Regions from separate parts of the Mus musculus genome. Here region 2 is linked to region 1. Evidence: chromatin contacts called from public HiChIP or PLAC-seq data. All regions are on one chromosome and are shown on one strand. The core of a region is the stretch at or near the end of the contact, and the rest is flanking DNA. Distances in the headings are between cores, read along the strand shown. Region 1 overlaps Lpp (LIM domain containing preferred translocation partner in lipoma). Region 2 has its middle 17 kb from the start of A230028O05Rik.

The links. HiChIP or PLAC-seq counts read pairs in DNA pulled down with a chosen protein or histone mark.
Region 2: an H3K4me3 HiChIP or PLAC-seq map of bone marrow-derived macrophages shows a contact between it and region 1, with 8 times the contacts expected there. The contact joins two enhancer-like sites. A contact is called at or near these places in 1 of 39 promoter capture datasets (the 3T3-L1 cell line), 1 of 15 datasets of contacts at CTCF or cohesin (the NIH/3T3 cell line), 21 of 484 Hi-C or Micro-C datasets (3T3-L1-derived adipocytes, the BV-2 cell line, adipose-derived mesenchymal stem cells and 12 more), 10 of 115 datasets of contacts at active chromatin or transcription factors (the HPC-7 cell line, acute myeloid leukemia, bone marrow-derived dendritic cells and 6 more) and 1 of 9 other capture datasets (bone marrow-derived macrophages).

Annotation. Positions count from the first base shown.
Region 1 is chr16:24,932,455-24,935,154 of GRCm38.p6, forward strand. The region is part of intron 10 of Lpp (LIM domain containing preferred translocation partner in lipoma); the gene reads left to right. It overlaps Gm52245 (a long non-coding RNA gene), which reads right to left. Exons shown (of 3, transcript XR_003951917.1): 3 at 161-667. Among named protein-coding and RNA genes, the nearest start is that of Gm52245, 7.6 kb to the right of the region's middle. Within about 2 kb of position 1,432, at least 74 of the 459 cell types and tissues checked have an H3K27ac peak or open chromatin away from gene starts, as enhancers often do. A contact at or near this core is called in 3T3-L1-derived adipocytes, the BV-2 cell line, the NIH/3T3 cell line and 7 more, where this site is marked.
Region 2 is chr16:25,041,195-25,043,894 of GRCm38.p6, forward strand. No RefSeq gene overlaps it. Among named protein-coding and RNA genes, the nearest start is that of A230028O05Rik, 17 kb to the right of the region's middle. Within about 2 kb of position 1,272, at least 137 of the 459 cell types and tissues checked have an H3K27ac peak or open chromatin away from gene starts, as enhancers often do. A contact at or near this core is called in 3T3-L1-derived adipocytes, the BV-2 cell line, the NIH/3T3 cell line and 7 more, where this site is marked.

The DNA.
Region 1 (2,700 bases), core at 182-2,681:
CTCTCTTTTCTTTCTTTTCTTTGTTTGTTTGGTTTGGGTTTTTGCTTTTTGTCAAGACAGAGTTTCTTTGTGTAACTCTGGGTATCCTGGAACTCATTCATTTTGTAGACCAGGCTGGCTTCAAACTCGCGGAAATCTGCCTGCCTCTGCCTCTGCCGCTGCCTCTCGATGCTGAGATTTAAGGTGTGCTCACTGCCGGCCTGGCAGCTTCCTTCTTCTTATGAATAATAATGTGGGAAGCCTAGGGAGTCTCTTTTGGCAGTCAAGACATCTTCACTTGTGTCTGTAGCAGTTTCAGTGACTGCTTTTCTCCCTTTAGCTATTTCCTCCCTCGAGCCTCCCAGCAATTGCTAGGGTTTCATAGTTCATGCTAGCTGGACAGATATTACTCTGGAGTCCTGGAAAAAGTAGAAAGTAAGGTGAGAATCACTTAGTTATTCTCTTCAGCAAAACTGTTAATGTTGTTTATATGACAGGCAGTCTGGAATAGAGTGCCTTGGGCAAACTGTTTAACATGTTTACAATCGGCCTCCGGGCAAGTGGAAGGTAGGCGTTTCCATGCACAAATGTCATTGTCCTTGAAGCACCCAACTCCTTGTGAACAATATTGTGTGTCAGCATTCTTCCCAACCAAAAGGGCCAAGTCTGTGTTCAGTTCAGTTGACTTCTGAAAGACAAGAAAAATAACTTGCCATGAGACTGTTCTGATTCTAATGCAAATTTGACTGATGTTAATTTTTCCTTATCTCTAATGAATTTCTGTGTGTGTGTGTGTGTGTGTGTGTGTGTGTGTGTGTGTGTGTGTGTGTGTTTATAAAACCTACGAGGGTTTTCATCTCTGTCTCTAAAGAACCACTTTCGTAGAATCCCACTTTTAAAAAGATACCTGAAAGCCTATTGTGTGCAACATCTGGCTCTCTGGAAATCTGTCAGAAGGAAACTTTTTTTTAAAAAAAGTTGTAAAATAAATAAAAGCCGATTTTGAAAGCATTTAAGTGGACATAGAGATTGCACGAGGAAGGCATTTATTCGAACTGGGTAATTGGCGACACTTCCTCAGGGAGGATGGGAAGGTCTGTGGCACATGATGTTAGTGGGAAAGAGGGGACAAGGATAAGAACCCTAGATGAAGATGTGAAGGCAGGAAGATTGACACATGCGTAGTCATAATCCCAGGGGCAAGAGGGCAGAGGACGAATGGAAGAGCCAGGTAGAGACCAAGCAGCTGAGCATTTTGAGAGCAAACTCTCCAGTTGATCGGAAAGCTTTGAGTGTGCTACTGCAGCCTGAATAAAAGTCTGTCTGCAGCTGCTAAACAGTAAGCAGATCAAACTGGCATTTTATCAGAAAAGGAAGATCTTGTTCTAGTCGCAGTAGATGAGAGGTCTCAGAAGGTTGCGCATTGTGATTTCAGCTACACATGCAAATCCACAAGACTCGGAGCTCATTTTTACTGTTGTGCAACAGGGTTAGTTTTGTTTTGAGCTGAGTCTCCCAAGGAAGTGTGGTAATCAGATTTCTAAATCCATCACATTAAGCCCTGTCAGCAGTGAATCATTGCCTATGTGTTAAAGGTCAAAAAATTTCCCTTTAGAAATTCATTATGGTGGTGACTGGAATGTAAATTTGAATGTTCATGTGTAGTGGGTGTGAATTCAACAGATAAAAGGCCAGAGGAGACACAGAAAAGTCCATGTTGTTATTATTTTAGGTCAGATATTTACAAATTGTACTTTAAAAGTTATGACTGCAAAAACAAAGAGTGCGTATCTTTCTGTCTTGTTTGGGCAAGGCTGTGTGCTGGCTAGTAAGAGGAGGAGCCGGTGTGCTCACACTCCCAGTGTGAACTATTACACTATTGTTCACATTTGCTTTTCCTCACTAATGTGCCCACCCACCTTAGCAGATCCCCAGCTCAATTTCCTGGAATTGTCCTATCAGAAAGTCCTGACTTCAGGACTGGATCCATGTGTGCTGCGTGTGTGCTACCATTGAGTTGAAGACTAGTTTTTATTTTCAGTATTCTTGAAGGTTTATCATCATTGTCATCACTATTATTGCTACTACTGCTACTATTACTATTATTACTATCATCATCATCATTATTATTGGTAAGTTTAACTTTCCGTGGAGTGAACCTAGACCACTAAGCTGAACTCACTCTAAATGTTTCAGAGAATTAAAATACAACACTTCTCTATAAATTTTTAAGAAAAATCTAAGTTTCTGTTTAAAAACAATCAAAAAGTGAATGCAGTGTCTTTACAGGTTGTGATGCATTCAGGAGTAGTTACGAGACAAGTAGAGTGATTGCATTACCTTCCATGAAGCTCTTGGGGAAAAATTGTCTATGTGCATGAGTGTTGTGTCTGTGCATGTGTCTATACACCACCTGAGTGCTTTGTGGACATAGAGTCTAGAAGAGGGGGTTAGATTCACAGGACTGGAGTTACAGACAGTTGTGAGCCTCCATGTGGATGCTGGGATTTGAACCTGAGTCCTCTAGTGTGCTTTTAACCCCTGACCCTTCTCTCCAGCCTTCTTTCTGTGTAGCTCTTACTAATATTTCCACTGCACCAATATTGTTTCCCACGCTGCTAGACTTTAGTTCTGAGCTTCTTGAACATGCTCTGAGTTCCAGGCCATTTCCATCCTCCTGGCCAGCACGATGATGCTCACGTCTAGATTTGGCCATTTTCA
Region 2 (2,700 bases), core at 22-2,521, 110 kb after region 1:
ATTGCCTTCAGCTGAGACTTGGTCAAGGAAAGCTATGCATACAAACTACCTGAATGGAGGAGCCTTGTCTTTAAGCAGGCCTAGAAGGAGGAAGCGACTCGCTGGTGACCACAGAGAGGGAAGACCAGGGACTTGCACCCTTGACTCCCACACCAGCACCCCACACAGGTTTAGTAGTTTCAGCCAACTCTTTCCTGTCAGAAAGACGCACTCTATCGACAGGGGAATTGTGCAAGGGCAAAAGAAATCAGTTTCTCTGGTGTGCCAACTTCCCAAGCTTGTGAAATTCCTGGATTTGTGGATTGGGGAACTGAGAGACATGCCATGTGGAGTCGGCAATGGGCAAGTAGGCCTATCTGAGATGTACTGAGACTGGCAGCAGAAGGGCTTATTTAGGGAACAAAAATAAAATTATATATGATACTCTACCTCAGGTGGGTATGTTAGCTATGTGGGGTTTTTTGTATTATTATTGTTGTGTTTTAATTTTTTTTTTTTTTTTTTTTTTTTTTTTGGCCAGACGGTGGCCAACAGACTTCCAGAATATTCCTTGTTCAAGCACGTAGGAAATCCCTGCCTGTGTTGGTCTTGGGGAGGGAAGTTTGGCTATGAGCAATTTTTCCTGAAAAATCAAAACAGCTCTTCCAAGTGGGCCCTGCTTCCAGGGGCAGTGTGAAGCTGGGCATGCTTCCCTGTGCCTGAGTGTGAGCATGAAGGTATCCGGAGGAGGGAAGGGTGTCTGAAGGTCAGGCTGCTGGGAATCCAAACCTCCAAGCCTGATTTACAGCCCTGGGCCTCAGGTCTCCTCCCACTCAGCCCACAAAATCCCCCAATTTTCTTCTCTGTGAGCCAGCACTCTTCAGAGCTGGGAAATGAGATCTAAGCAGTGGCTTTTTTCTGGGCTTACGTACGCTATGGATTCTTCCCTGAGATGGTGGCAGAGAGGAAGGGAAGTGGTTCTTGAAAGTGTGGGCAGAACACTGGGGTGAGTCAGAAAACAGCAGCCAGCCTGCAACAGGCTGGAGACCATCCAGCCTCACGCTCTCCTTGGCTCCCTTTCTTTTTGATTTCCTCTCTTATTGTGACTTTCAAATAAAATCTTATAGGGAAACCCAACATACTAAACTTAACAACAGAACTGCTCCAAGCTACAGAGGATCAAGGATCAAGTTCTGCTTCTTTGTTCTTTCCCCGAGCATCTGCCAGGATGGAGCCTGTGTGTTCCCTGCCTGGATCTCTTGGCTTCATGGAACACAGCTGCATAGCTCTGCTGTGATCCAACACCAACATGTAAGACATGGGATGATTGATGCTCAGGAAGGTGGTGAGTCTCACTTAAAGTCACACAGGGAACTAGGGGGCCAGTTGGTGCACCTAGAGACCCCTGGCTTTCCTCTTCCTCCTCCTCTTCCTCCTCCCCTCCCTCCTCCTCTTCCTCCTTCTCCTTCTTCCTCTCTTTTTCTTCTTCCTCCTCCTCTCCCTCCTCTTCCTCTTCTTCTTCTAGTCGTCTGTATGGGATGCCATGTGGGCTCTGTAAAGACCTTAGGTTAAGCAATGAGTAAACCTCATTTTCAGTAAGGAAAAAGTCAGTGCTTCGAATTTCTAGGTTTATAGCTCCAAGAAATCAGCTCCTTCAGTCTGGCTGTTAGCCCAACTTCCATACCCCCAGGGAGTGGTTCTTCTCTTCAAACTTGGAGCCAGCAGTCCCCTTTCACTTCCTTGCACATATCATTTCTCCTGGGCTGGGCTTCTGCCTCCTTGTTGCTATAAAGTGAAACGAGAATGCATTTCTTTTTCTTTACCCTAGCAGGACTCGACCTGCCTCTGAGCCTGGCTCAGGTATGAAGATGTGCACCTACTCCTAGCTTTGTAAGCCAAGCTCTGCCTGAATCCCTATCCACTTGTTCCCAACTATGCTGACCACAAACGCTCTGCTTAGCACCCAGGACTTCACTAGCATGTTTCTCACACAGACTACCATCTCCATCTTTTGGCTACCCTTAACATTCCCCTGACAAGCCTTTCATGTCTACAAGTGTTTGAAGCAGTAGTGTGGAGATGGGAGGGGCTGGCTGCACTTGGCTGTTTCAGGCTCTCCAGTCTTTGTATTACAGCTATTCTAAGCCAATCCCACAGCCCTACGGAGCTGTGGTTTCCAACTGTGAGCTCCTAAACTCTGTGTCAGAAGAGCATCGCAGCGAAGATGTTCATCCAGTTCAGCAGAGGTCAGATGAGACTCTCAGGTTTGTTCTCATAGACTATAGCTGTCTAGTCAAGCCCAGTCATGCCACTGAGCTGAATCTTTTCCCTTTCCCTAAATGTTACAAGATCCATGGATTTTCTTTTCCCCCTCCCTCACCAAACCACTACTTACCCAGAATGCTCCAGGGCATCTCAAACTCTGAGACTTAAAAATCTATGCCTGATCGCTTTCTCTCCCTTTGTCTCTCTGTCTCTCTCTCTGTCTCTCTGTCTCTGTCTCTATTTTCCTGTCCCAAGACTATGGCTGTCACCCTGCTGACAGACAAATACAGTTCTAGAAAACTATTTTAGATATTCTCATCTGCCCTGCTGTGTCCAGCTGCCCCCTCAGAATACAGGTGTCAGAATTAGATCCTCTTGGCTGTTGCCAAAAACCAGGGAAAACCAAATACCTGTCCTCTGAAAGAGACTGGCATAAAAGAGGTCTGGGCAGTGGTC